Regions from separate parts of the Mus musculus genome. Here region 1 is linked to region 2. A link is a contact called in public promoter capture Hi-C data. All regions are on one chromosome and are shown on one strand. Each heading gives the region's core, a stretch centred on a gene start, on an enhancer-like site or on the middle of the called end of the contact. The rest is flanking DNA. Distances are from core to core; before and after follow the strand shown. Region 1 holds the start of Lrfn5 (leucine rich repeat and fibronectin type III domain containing 5). Region 2 has its middle 140 kb from the start of Gm22673.

The links. Promoter capture Hi-C pulls out the DNA fragments that hold promoters and counts their contacts.
Region 1: a promoter capture Hi-C map of hippocampal neurons shows a contact between it and region 2, with 22 times the contacts expected there. The contact joins the promoter of Lrfn5 here to the enhancer-like site in region 2. A contact is called at or near these places in 4 of 39 promoter capture datasets (cranial neural crest, hippocampal neurons, liver and 1 more), 3 of 484 Hi-C or Micro-C datasets (cerebral cortex and cortical neurons) and 4 of 115 datasets of contacts at active chromatin or transcription factors (SST interneurons, VIP interneurons, embryonic forebrain and 1 more).

Annotation. Positions count from the first base shown.
Region 1 is chr12:61,519,221-61,524,450 of GRCm38.p6, forward strand. It overlaps Lrfn5 (leucine rich repeat and fibronectin type III domain containing 5), which reads left to right and starts at 3,947. Exons shown (of 6, transcript NM_001310586.1): 1 at 3,947-5,230. Gm20063 (predicted gene, 20063) reads right to left here and starts at 2,600. Exons shown (of 3, transcript NR_045049.1): 1 at 1,738-2,600.
Region 2 is chr12:59,812,201-59,817,424 of GRCm38.p6, forward strand. No RefSeq gene overlaps it. Among named protein-coding and RNA genes, the nearest start is that of Gm22673, 140 kb to the left of the region's middle. Within about 2 kb of position 2,346, at least 6 of the 459 cell types and tissues checked have an H3K27ac peak or open chromatin away from gene starts, as enhancers often do. A contact at or near this core is called in VIP interneurons and hippocampal neurons, where this site is marked.

The DNA of each region.
Region 1 (5,230 bases), core at 2,697-5,196, 1.7 Mb after region 2:
AGGTATACTAAAAATGAGTGTCATTTCTTAGACCTTTAGCCCAAATTATGTTTAAAACTTCTTAATAAATATATCAGAGATAAACCAGATGTTCAACACTGCTAAAAAAAATTAGTTGCTTGGGGTAAGACTTAGAAGCCACAATATTCTTCACTCATGAGCTTCATGTTCAGAAATGTCAGAAATATGCTTTGAAGCAAATGTAAAATTGCAGAACTATGAAGGTCACAGCTATATTAGCTATTAATTTAATCTTTAGTGCGTGGAATTTGTTTGTTTTGCCTCAAATTATTCTTTAAATGTCCAAGGAAGAACTTTATCTCTCCTTGATTTTTCAATATCATTTCAAAGTTTTAAGGTCACAGAGCCAATAATTAATAAAATAACTAAAAGCTACTAACTCAACCATGACTCAAACATTCAGGTGTTTCCGATTAAAATGTGCTTCTTAGAAAGTACAGGGAAGAAAAGAATGAACTAATATGGTGACATACTACATGCATCAATTCATAGACGTAAGATTCATGAGCTTCAATTTTTAAAGGAGTAGGTTATATTTTCTCCTTATATTAGAGCAAGCCAATGAAAAATACTAATGCATGCATAAGTCAGGAATATGTTTTATGTATCATTTTGACTGTAAAATATTCACATTTCCACTTTTGCCTGAAATTAAGAAAACACAGCCTTTCTTTTCATTTCTGTGAAAATAAAAATTCTGGCATTTATGGCCATAATTTCTTGGGAAAATCACCTGGAGGAGACAGAAAGCTGAAAATTATTTTTAAAAAAATGACTTGGCTTAAGTTTAAATTGGGACTAACTAAGATAATCAAGATAGATTCCCTGTTGAGGAAATAAGCCAAATTTAATCGAAATTATAGAGGATAGGGTTTTCCTTTTTAAATGCTACACAAAAGAATCCTATTCTAAGTGTATGAACTATTGAAAAAGTAACAGCTGTAGAGTTAGCTATTGGATAAGTAGAAAACAAAACAAAACAAAAACCTTATAACCAGTTTACAGATCTCTCTCTCTCTCTCTCTCTCTCTCTCTCTCTCTCTCTCTCTCTCTCTCTCTCCCTCTCTCCCGCCCTCCCTCCCTCCCTCTTTCCCTTTTGCCTCTGTGTGTGTGTGTGTGTGTATGAGTGTGTGTGTGTGTGTGTGTGTGTGTGTGTGTGTGTGTGTGTGTGTGTGTGTTTGCTATACAATAATAAAAAGGTACATTTTGTTAGCTCTGGCACTTATGAAAATCACAATGGACTCTTCTTCAACTTTCTAAAAACAATAAAACATTCATGGAAAATAATGCCCTTTCTCCTCCGTTTTTTTTTCTTTGTTTTGTTTTGTTTTGTTTTTGTTTTTTGTTTTGCAATCTCCAATTAGTTTGCAAAGGACACAAACAACACACACATCAGAATGAAAGATTCTTGCCTTAGTAGGCAATTTCCTAGAGGGAAATGGGGGTATTGGGTGAGCAGAGTGGGGTGAGCACAAACACCTTCCACACAGCTCAGTGAACAGAAGCCTGAAGTTAAATGGCATTTCTGCCTGGGAAGTGTTGCACCTTGAGAGAACACTGAGATGCCCTGCATCACTCCCCAACTTCAGCCAAAAGGTGGTGTCATCTTTCTCACCACTAAACACATTTAAGACAAGGCACCCCAACTGAATTTTGCCTCGTCCCCAACTGTTAGCATCTTCAACTGGCCCAGTTGGCAATGAGTCTTCTTCTTACCTTTGTCCGGGTATAAAATGTAAAGGAAAGAGGAAAAAGAAGGAAAGTTATTCAATCCAGAGAGGCAGAGGTCTTTTGGATTCTGAATCAATATTTGGATATATACTTTGTTCACTTTGGTGAACCACAAATACTTATTTAGGAGACTTAGTTCTTTCAGCTAAGCGGGACAGCAAGTGGGACAGTCCTGAAGGCAAAAGAAGTCACCCTCCACATCCTACTTGGAAGTGCTCATTTGGATCTTCCTGGAGTCCAAGCTGGGGCGATTTCATCACTTGCCCTCAAGTCCACAAAGCTTCCAAGTTTAAAGGGAAGCCAGAAAGCAGCACTTTCTCTTCTGTGCCTTCAGACGTGGCCTCCTCCTTGAGGTGAAGGCTCTACCTTGGGATTTCTTGGAATACTGGGTTATCCACTTCCTTGACTATACACGGGAGAAACACTCACGGTTTTTGTGGAGACTCTCCAGGACTTCATGGTGTCTGCTGAAGTATTTGTCCTCCAGAGTCCTTTTGCAGATTTGTATGGAATCTTACTGGTCAGCACCTGGCTGTTAAGAGAGATGCTTGGATGCTCAAACTCGTTTTCAGTTCTGCAATCTACCGCTGAAGACTTGCACTGGAACCTGGAGCCCCGGCGATGTGGCGGAAATGCTTGGAGACTGCGCGGCGGGAATCGCAGCCCCAGCCAATGCTCCTCCGGAATCAAATAACCAGCAAGTAGATCGCATTGCTAAATCCAGGGGCGAACCACCCAGGGATAAACAGGAGTGGAACCTGGTCGGAAGCAAAGAGAGGAGCCCAGAGAAGGGAAGAGAAAACTGGAGCAGTTACCACTTAAAGTACTCCAGGCTGAGTTCATCTCTCAAAAGGCAGCTGTGTGGGTCTTGATTACGCGTGGGTGCCTGTGCGCGCACTTGGATAGGGCCCGTGGGTGTGCCTGAATATGCACGCCCATGTGAATTCGCAAGGCAAGGGTAAAGCCTCAGGGTCTACTGGGAGCAAAATTCCAGAGCATCCTATTCTGGGAGGAACAGTATGGTGCAAATAGGCAAGGAAGTGCTCCTTGATAGCCAGTATCCCCCTACCCACCCCCCCTCAATTCTTCCATGCAGGTTTGGTTCAGGTTGGTGTTTGAACTTAGAGGGAGGCACAGAAACCAAAAATCAAGTGCTCATCAACTCTATCCTGAAAGGACTAGCTTCAAACCACTCCACATACTGTCTTTAGGGGGTTTCTGTGAGCTTGGCTGGGGTCTGAGACTGGGGATTAACTGAGAACCTGGGAATCTTGGCAGGATTCCAAGAGTAAAGCCAGGGAGGGCCCTACCCAATGTTTCCCCAAGAGGCTCTTTTTTTTTTTTTTTTTTTTTTTTTTTTTTTCCTTTCCTCTGTACCACACCTCTCTCTGGCTCCACATCCTTCCCCCAGTGCAGGTGACCTCGGTGGCCAGGCCTTTCTGAGGACTACTCAGGTCCCATAAAGCTCTGTGCACTAAAATGTGGTTAGCTTCATCACTTCTTCATGCCTGGTACCTACTGGGCAGATTCTGCAAAGTAAATGTTCATTTTGGAATCCGCTTCCATCTGATTCATAAGCAACCCCCCCCCACACACACACACACACACACACTCACACACAGACTAGGGAACACTGGAAGTCGGCCTTCAGTGCCTGGGAGTTTCAGCGAGAAGCTCTTAGGCTGGGATTTTTTCCGCCAGGTTGGAGCTAATCACTTGTCACAGTGCCTAATGACACAGCCTGGCTGGGTGACACCTTTTTTTTTTTTTTAATTTTTATTATTTTTTTTTAAATTTAAATCATTATTCCCTTATTCACAGGTCAGTGGGCGACTAGATCAGGCAGTTCATTTCCAACAGAGGGATGCCCCAGAAGTTAGCTTTCTCCCTTCAGGTTTTCCACCGCTTCCCCTCCCCCCTTCCTGCAACGCCCCCGCGCCTCCTCTGCTTAGGGATTTGTAGGCACGGCGCTAACCCTCTCCTTGCGCCCGCGGAAAATCGGTTCTCTGAACACATCCAGCCCGAAGTCTCAAAGGCCGAGAGCACAGCTGCTACTGCTTGGGGTGTCTCCTGTTTCTAGGGTTCTGGGAGGTGCGGCCGTTCTCGTCACTGCAGCTAGGGACCGGCTCTCGGCCGCGCGCCCGCCGCCGCCGCCGCCGCCGCCGCCTCCATGCTGCAGCGCGGAGCGCAGCTCCTCTGGGCCGGCGTTGCCTGCTCGCACCACGCTGGGGAGCGGCTCTCCCAGGCCTGCCGGGGCGGCGGCTGCCTGCCCGGACTGCAGCTTCCCGCCTTGAGCCTGAGCTGAGGACTCGTCCCAGGGCCTCAGCCAGCGGGAGGGGCGCCCACCGCGCTGTGTGCAGCGGCGCAGGGAGGTGGTGAGCCCGTGCAGAGCAGCCGGAGCTGTGTGTGTGTGTGTGTGTGTGTGTGTGTGTGTGTGTGTGTGTGTGTGTGTGTGTGTGTGTGTTCGCCTGCGAGCTTTTCTTCTTCCCTTGAAGATGTGAGATGTGAATGGCTTCTTAGCTAGCTGGTCCTTAGGATTCTGGACTTTGTGGAGCTGTGGGCACAACGCACCCATGTAATTCATGTTGTGTGGTCGGTTATCTTAGGGGAAAAAAAAAAGGCGCAACTCGACGGGGGTGGGGCAGATCCAGGAAACATTCTGGAAAGGAGAAATAGAAAGAGAGAGGCGTAGAAATGTGAATATTGAAAGACCTGAGAAGACTTTTGGAATCTCCCGGCTGGCCCTTCAGTTTTCCCGGCACTAATCTGGAGGTTTTCCACCTTTTCAAGTCATCTTGGTGTTCCTCTAGTGTTTTGTAAGCCTCTTTTCAGCTAGCTGCGTGTGTGTATGCGTGTGTTTGTGCGCCTGTGTATGTGCGCGCGCCTATCAGATGCATTTGACAGTCTTTTTTCCAACTGCCCAGAAGCAAACGTGTTAACTCAGAGATGCCCCTCCGTGCCCAGGTTCTCGCAGAGCATGGAGGACACCCAGACCGGTTTTCCAGGCTGGATTCTGGGAGGCTGATGGGCTGTGAACCCAGGTGTAAGGATCACTTAATCCAGAGGCTTGGAAAGTGGCTGTATTAACGAGCTTCCAGGTACATCGCAAGGTCAAGAGAGGGACTTGCAGCTGTATTAATTCCCTGCATCTTGACTTTCCTGTTTTGGTCCGAAGAATATGAATGTGTCTGTCCACAACATTTGAAGCCCAAACTTCAGCACTCCGAGCTGGTTTACTGTACAAACAAGGTAATGAGGATTGCTTTTCAAACTGCTTAACGAATCCCCGACGCTTCCACAGCCCTTCCAGGACTCCCTTTCTGCCCAGCGAAATGTCACCAGCTTTTGAATTCCAAGGATTTGGCTGCAGGAGAACTTGAAGGAAACGTGATCAAAGGGCTATGTGAGAACGCGACTGCTCTTTTTGCCGGTAGGCTGGTGGGCTTCCGGACCGGATCTTGAGAAGGACCAGAACTGT
Region 2 (5,224 bases), core at 1,096-3,595:
CTAATCTCAATGGCAACATTTTGTTTTAATCTTATCTATTTTAAAAATATTGCATTGTATGACATGACATCTTCATGATCTGTGTGGACTAACAGGGAAGCCTAGTGACGATGGATGAACACCTATCAGTCCACTGGATCCTTCTGTTTATAGGAGCATCTCCTACTACTGCCCTGACTTGTATTAGCTGAGGTAGTAGAGAAAAGAACTATGTTTCTTAGATTCCAGGTAGTCAAGGCAGAGTGGAGGTTGAGTCCCATAGCCTAGTATGAGGATATGTTAATAGTTGTTTTATAGTTAAAACTCCTCAGTTCTACGGAGTTAACTGCATGAGCCATCTGGGGGCCTCTTAAAGGCCTGAGGCCAATTTTTAGATGATGAATTTTATTTCTAAATGTATTTTTATGTATTATTATTACTTTTCTATAAAATATATTTTAAAAATCATGTTTTGATAGAAGAGTTCATTTGATGCCTTTAACCTGGTCCAATTTTCCCGTCCATACCTTTTATAAAGAAGCTGCTGATACTGGATAATCTTTGTTTGGACAGCCATGTGGCAGTCTGTGTTATGACATAACCTATACTATCTTGAACAGTCTTAAGATGAGGCCCCCAACACATATACAGCAGAGGACTGCCGGGTGTGGGTTCAGTGAGAGATGATGCACCTAACCCTCAAGAGACTGGAGGTCCCAGGGAGTTTAGAGGTCTCTTAGGGTGAGGGGTTGGGAGTGTGAGAACATTTTCATGGAGATAGGGGGGTGGAAAGAGGTATGGGGTGCATCATGAGGGGAATAAAATCTGGAGTGTAAAAAAAATGATTAAATAAAAAGAAGGAATATAAAGAGAAAAAGAAAGAAAAAAGATCTGCATTCTTCTCCACTCGGGTTACTCTGACAATCAGCTTGATAGGGACCCTAGCTGATGACTTAGAACTGGACAACATAGGCCAGTGCAGGCCACGGGATTCATAGTACTGTTTTAGAAAAGTTACTTGATTTCGTAGTGCTTTCATTCTTGATTTTGAAAACAGGAGTAAGGTTTCAAAGATGCACTGTGAGGACCTGGCGAGCATTACTGACTTCCTGGAATGGTGCTGAGCACACAGTACTCTGGAATGGTGCTGAGCTCACAGTACTACTCTGTGTTGAGTGGAACTACTATTGCTCCAACTCATCTCATTTGTAATGCTGATTATTACAGTGTGTGATTCCAACATCAGAGCTTTCAGTGAAGGAAATATCAGAAAGTAGGGCAATACGTTTAAAAACTAATGATTTTTCAATCAATGTGCTTTGTGGTTGATTTTCTTTCTTTTTTCTATTGGTTATTTTATTTATTTACATTTGAAATGTTATCCCCCTTTCCCAGTTTCCCCTCCACAAGCCCCCTATCCCCTCCTCCTCCTCCTCCTCCTCCTTACCTCTATGAGGGTGCTCCCACACACACCCATCCACTTCTGCTTCAGTGGCCTAGTGTTCTTCTCTCTTGGGTCATCAAGCCTGCACAGGACCAAGGGATGCTTCTCCTAATGATTCCAGATAAGGTAATCCTCTGCTACATATCCAGCTGGAGCCATGGGTATCCCCTGTGTACTCTTTGGTTGGTTGTTTATTTCCTGGTAGCTTTGGGAGGTCTGGTTAGTTGATATTGTTCTTCCTTTGAGGCTGCAAACCCCTTCAGCTCCTACAGTCCTTGCCCTAACTTCCCCATTGGGGTCCCCACACTCAGTCCAGTGTTTGGCTGTGCTCATCTGCATCTGTATTGGTCCATCTCTGGCAGAGCCTCTCAGGGGATAGCTATACCGGCTCCTGTCAGTAAGTACTTCTTGGTATCAGAAATAGTGTCTGGGTTTGGTGGCTGTATATGGTATGGATCCCTAGGTGGGGCAGTCTCTGGATGGCCTTTCCTTCAGTTTCTGCTCCACTTTGTCCCTGCATGGCCTTTTGACAGGAGGAACTCTGGATTTTCTTTTTCTTAAACATGCTTTATTTTCCATAAGTGAACCGGAGTCTTTCCCTAACACCCAAAATTGAAGCAAAAGCATCCAGAAATAAGTCAATGATACAGTGAAATTTATACTAAGAATAGTCACTGGACCGTTAAGAACATGATAGAGTACATGAGTTTCTCTCATTATATGGATTTCTTTATAGAGAAGAAACATGGTCTTTTGCTGTCTTTTCAATCTACCAGCACCGCAACATTGTAACTTCAAAAACATTGTTCCCATGCGGCCCAGTGCATGCTTCTGCGGATTGAACGCGGGCTGCATCCTTTATGGGTTACACTGCCGAGAGCACACACACACACACACACACACATACACGCACACACGACTCCGTTTGCTTCTGTTGCACAGCACTAACGCCCACGCTGCACAAAGTTCCACGAGGCCTTGTGTTCAGCTGTGTATCTTCTGTTGTAATCTTCTGCTCATTAAAAATTAGAAGTAAGAGAAAGAATTGTGCCAATCTCATTCTCAGTCACTCAGGCTCTAGATGTCAGCCACAGTGAAGGAATCGGCCTTTTACTACCTCCTCTCCCTGTCTGTCCTTTACTAGTTCCGATTTTTCATCTCTAGAAGTTTCTGCTGGGGAAAGCAGAGCAATTATTAGAACTGATAGCACATTTACTGGAAGTACAGTCCTAGTGAGACACGATTGTAATCATGGAAATCTGTTTGCTATATGTGAGATGAGAAGCATCTCAGACCTCTACATGGAAACAGCATGGTGGAATAGCCTGAAGCCCAGGACTCACATCATCAAAGCATCTGTACTGTGCATCCTCCCTGCACAGGAAAGCCAACTATTGGGATAAATTAAATTTTCAACAGGGGAAAAAATACTTCCAACAGAAGTATTGATGCTATGTTTTTACTACTCAAAACATCACTGACCATAAAGCCATTTATAATTGTCACCATCAAAGCTACCATAATTTGTTTTCCTGGTACCTGAGGGTTGCTTTAACCCCTTTTGCTTTGGGATTTCATATTCACCCTTTCCCTTTTGCAGAGTGAGCAAAAAAGAACTTGTAAAAGATGCAATATGAGTCATCTTTCCACAAAAGATTTCTCCTGAGTTGGTACTTCTGAGAGCAAATTGCCTTCTTTCTCCTCTGCTCAAAATAAGGGCTGAGGGCTGTTGATTCTGTCTGCTGCTTGGGCTATTGTGCAGATAATCTCGTTCTCCCTCTCTGTTAGTTTAGTGGATGGCAATTATGTATTGTTTCTCTAGGTGCCAATTGTAACTGCCATCTTCTTATCACAGTCCTGGGAGGCAATTGTGTATCCTCTTGCTGCTGAGAAGGGTATATATAATCAGTAATTCTATCTATTACAATGGCAAGTGGGTGGCATCTAGAATACACTCTCATTTTTCAAACTAAAATGATATATATGTTGGATGTCCAGCTGTTAAGTGAACTAGAAACTTAAAAAAAAACCAACCCAATAAAAATGTCAAAAATCAAATGAGATACAGCATTGCTTATTTCAAACATTTCTTTCTGTCACTGACCATAATGAGCTATGTTTGAAATTATTGTGAGACTGTATAGTAAAAAGTAAATTATCATCTAGAATATGATGGGGACAATGCTAAAGATCATGCCTGTAGAACAGCAAACATGGATCATGTTTGTCAAAAACAATTAGAAGCAAAAATTGATTTGTAGCTTTCCACTTTAAGTTGTAAAGTTTTCTAAGGGTGGTGTGGACTGAGCTCAGGTATCTGCAGTTTTGAAAGTGTAGTGCCATGCTGGGGCTGTGCCATTACATTCCAGACTTGCTCTCAATTTAGCCATTTGTTGGTGGCTAGAAATAAGCAATCTGCAACAGGAAATTATAAACATGCCAGATGGTGTGCTGGGAAAATCATTTAACCTCTCTGATTCTGAGCTTTCTAAATTTTATAGCAGGGAAAGGAACCTGTGCCCTGTAGGACTGATTAAATAGAACCTAGCTCAGCTCCACTCTTAAGGTGTAATCAATACAGGCAATCTATCCTGTATCCACAGGGGTCAGAGCCGGGGTGAAATGTGAGACTTTAAAAGGAACACAAAGGTCATCCGTCCCAATTTCTTTATTTCACTCGAAGATCCTAGATGGCCTGAAATGCCGACACATGCTAGCACTTTCTGTACTCCTAGTATGTTGTTGTCTGATGAATTTTCTACAAGCAACCCAGGCTTCCATTGTGTCAATAGCGATGACGTTCAGTGTGAACCGGGTAAATAGTGATGGCTATGGCTCTACCATTTGAGGTGATAAGCAGTAAGCATAATACATAAGAACTTCATAGAACAATAGCATCTGCTTCCTTTCTTTCTTTTTAACAGTGAATGCTGGTTTTATTTTATGATGAACTCCAAAGCCAAAGCAATTGGGGGGTCAGAGGAGCCTCTCTTTAAGAAATTACAAATTAAAACCAATTCAACTAAGAACAGTAATGATAGCCCACTGTAATGAGCACATTTATGCAGTTTTAAGCTTGCCTCTTGTGAGTCCTGTGAGGTCATTCATGCATTTATCCTGGTATTTTAGACTATGAAATTTAGACAGTGAAGCTAAGTACGCTGTAGGTTTAATAAGAAAATGTGATTCGTTAGTCCAGCAACAGAAGACAATCTGAGAAGGCTGTTGAATCACAATATACCCATGGGATACTAGTAATTTTCTACTTAGGATATCAGTTGAGAATTTTTTTTCCTGTGAAAAATAATTGAGTTGATTCATTTCATTTTTAAATATAAAACAGTAAAAGAAATTTCATCAAATATACTTGAGGTTTACAAAATGATGTTATAGAATATATTATAGAGATAATAAAACAGACTAGCACATCTATCATAGCGTAGTCACTTTTTGTGAGAGAGGCCTCTAAACTCTGTTGATAGGTGACTACATTGTGTCCATGGCTTGGAGTAGTGTACAGCAGACTTAGGAATCTACAGCTCTTTGTAAGGGTAATAAGAGAATGATGAACACCTCAACAAACTTTGAAATTGTTTGTTTACTATGAGGTGGCACCATTTCTTTGTCCCTTGAGTCTCTAAAGGTGAGAGCTAAATTATTATAGAGTGGTCACTGTCCAGATGATGAGTTCCCTTTAGTACATATGGAGGGTCTGATGGCATCACTGCTCTTATCCCATCATGTCCTGTAAAAGGTGACAATGAAGACATCTTTAGTTAGAGAGTATTGCTTACTTTAAAC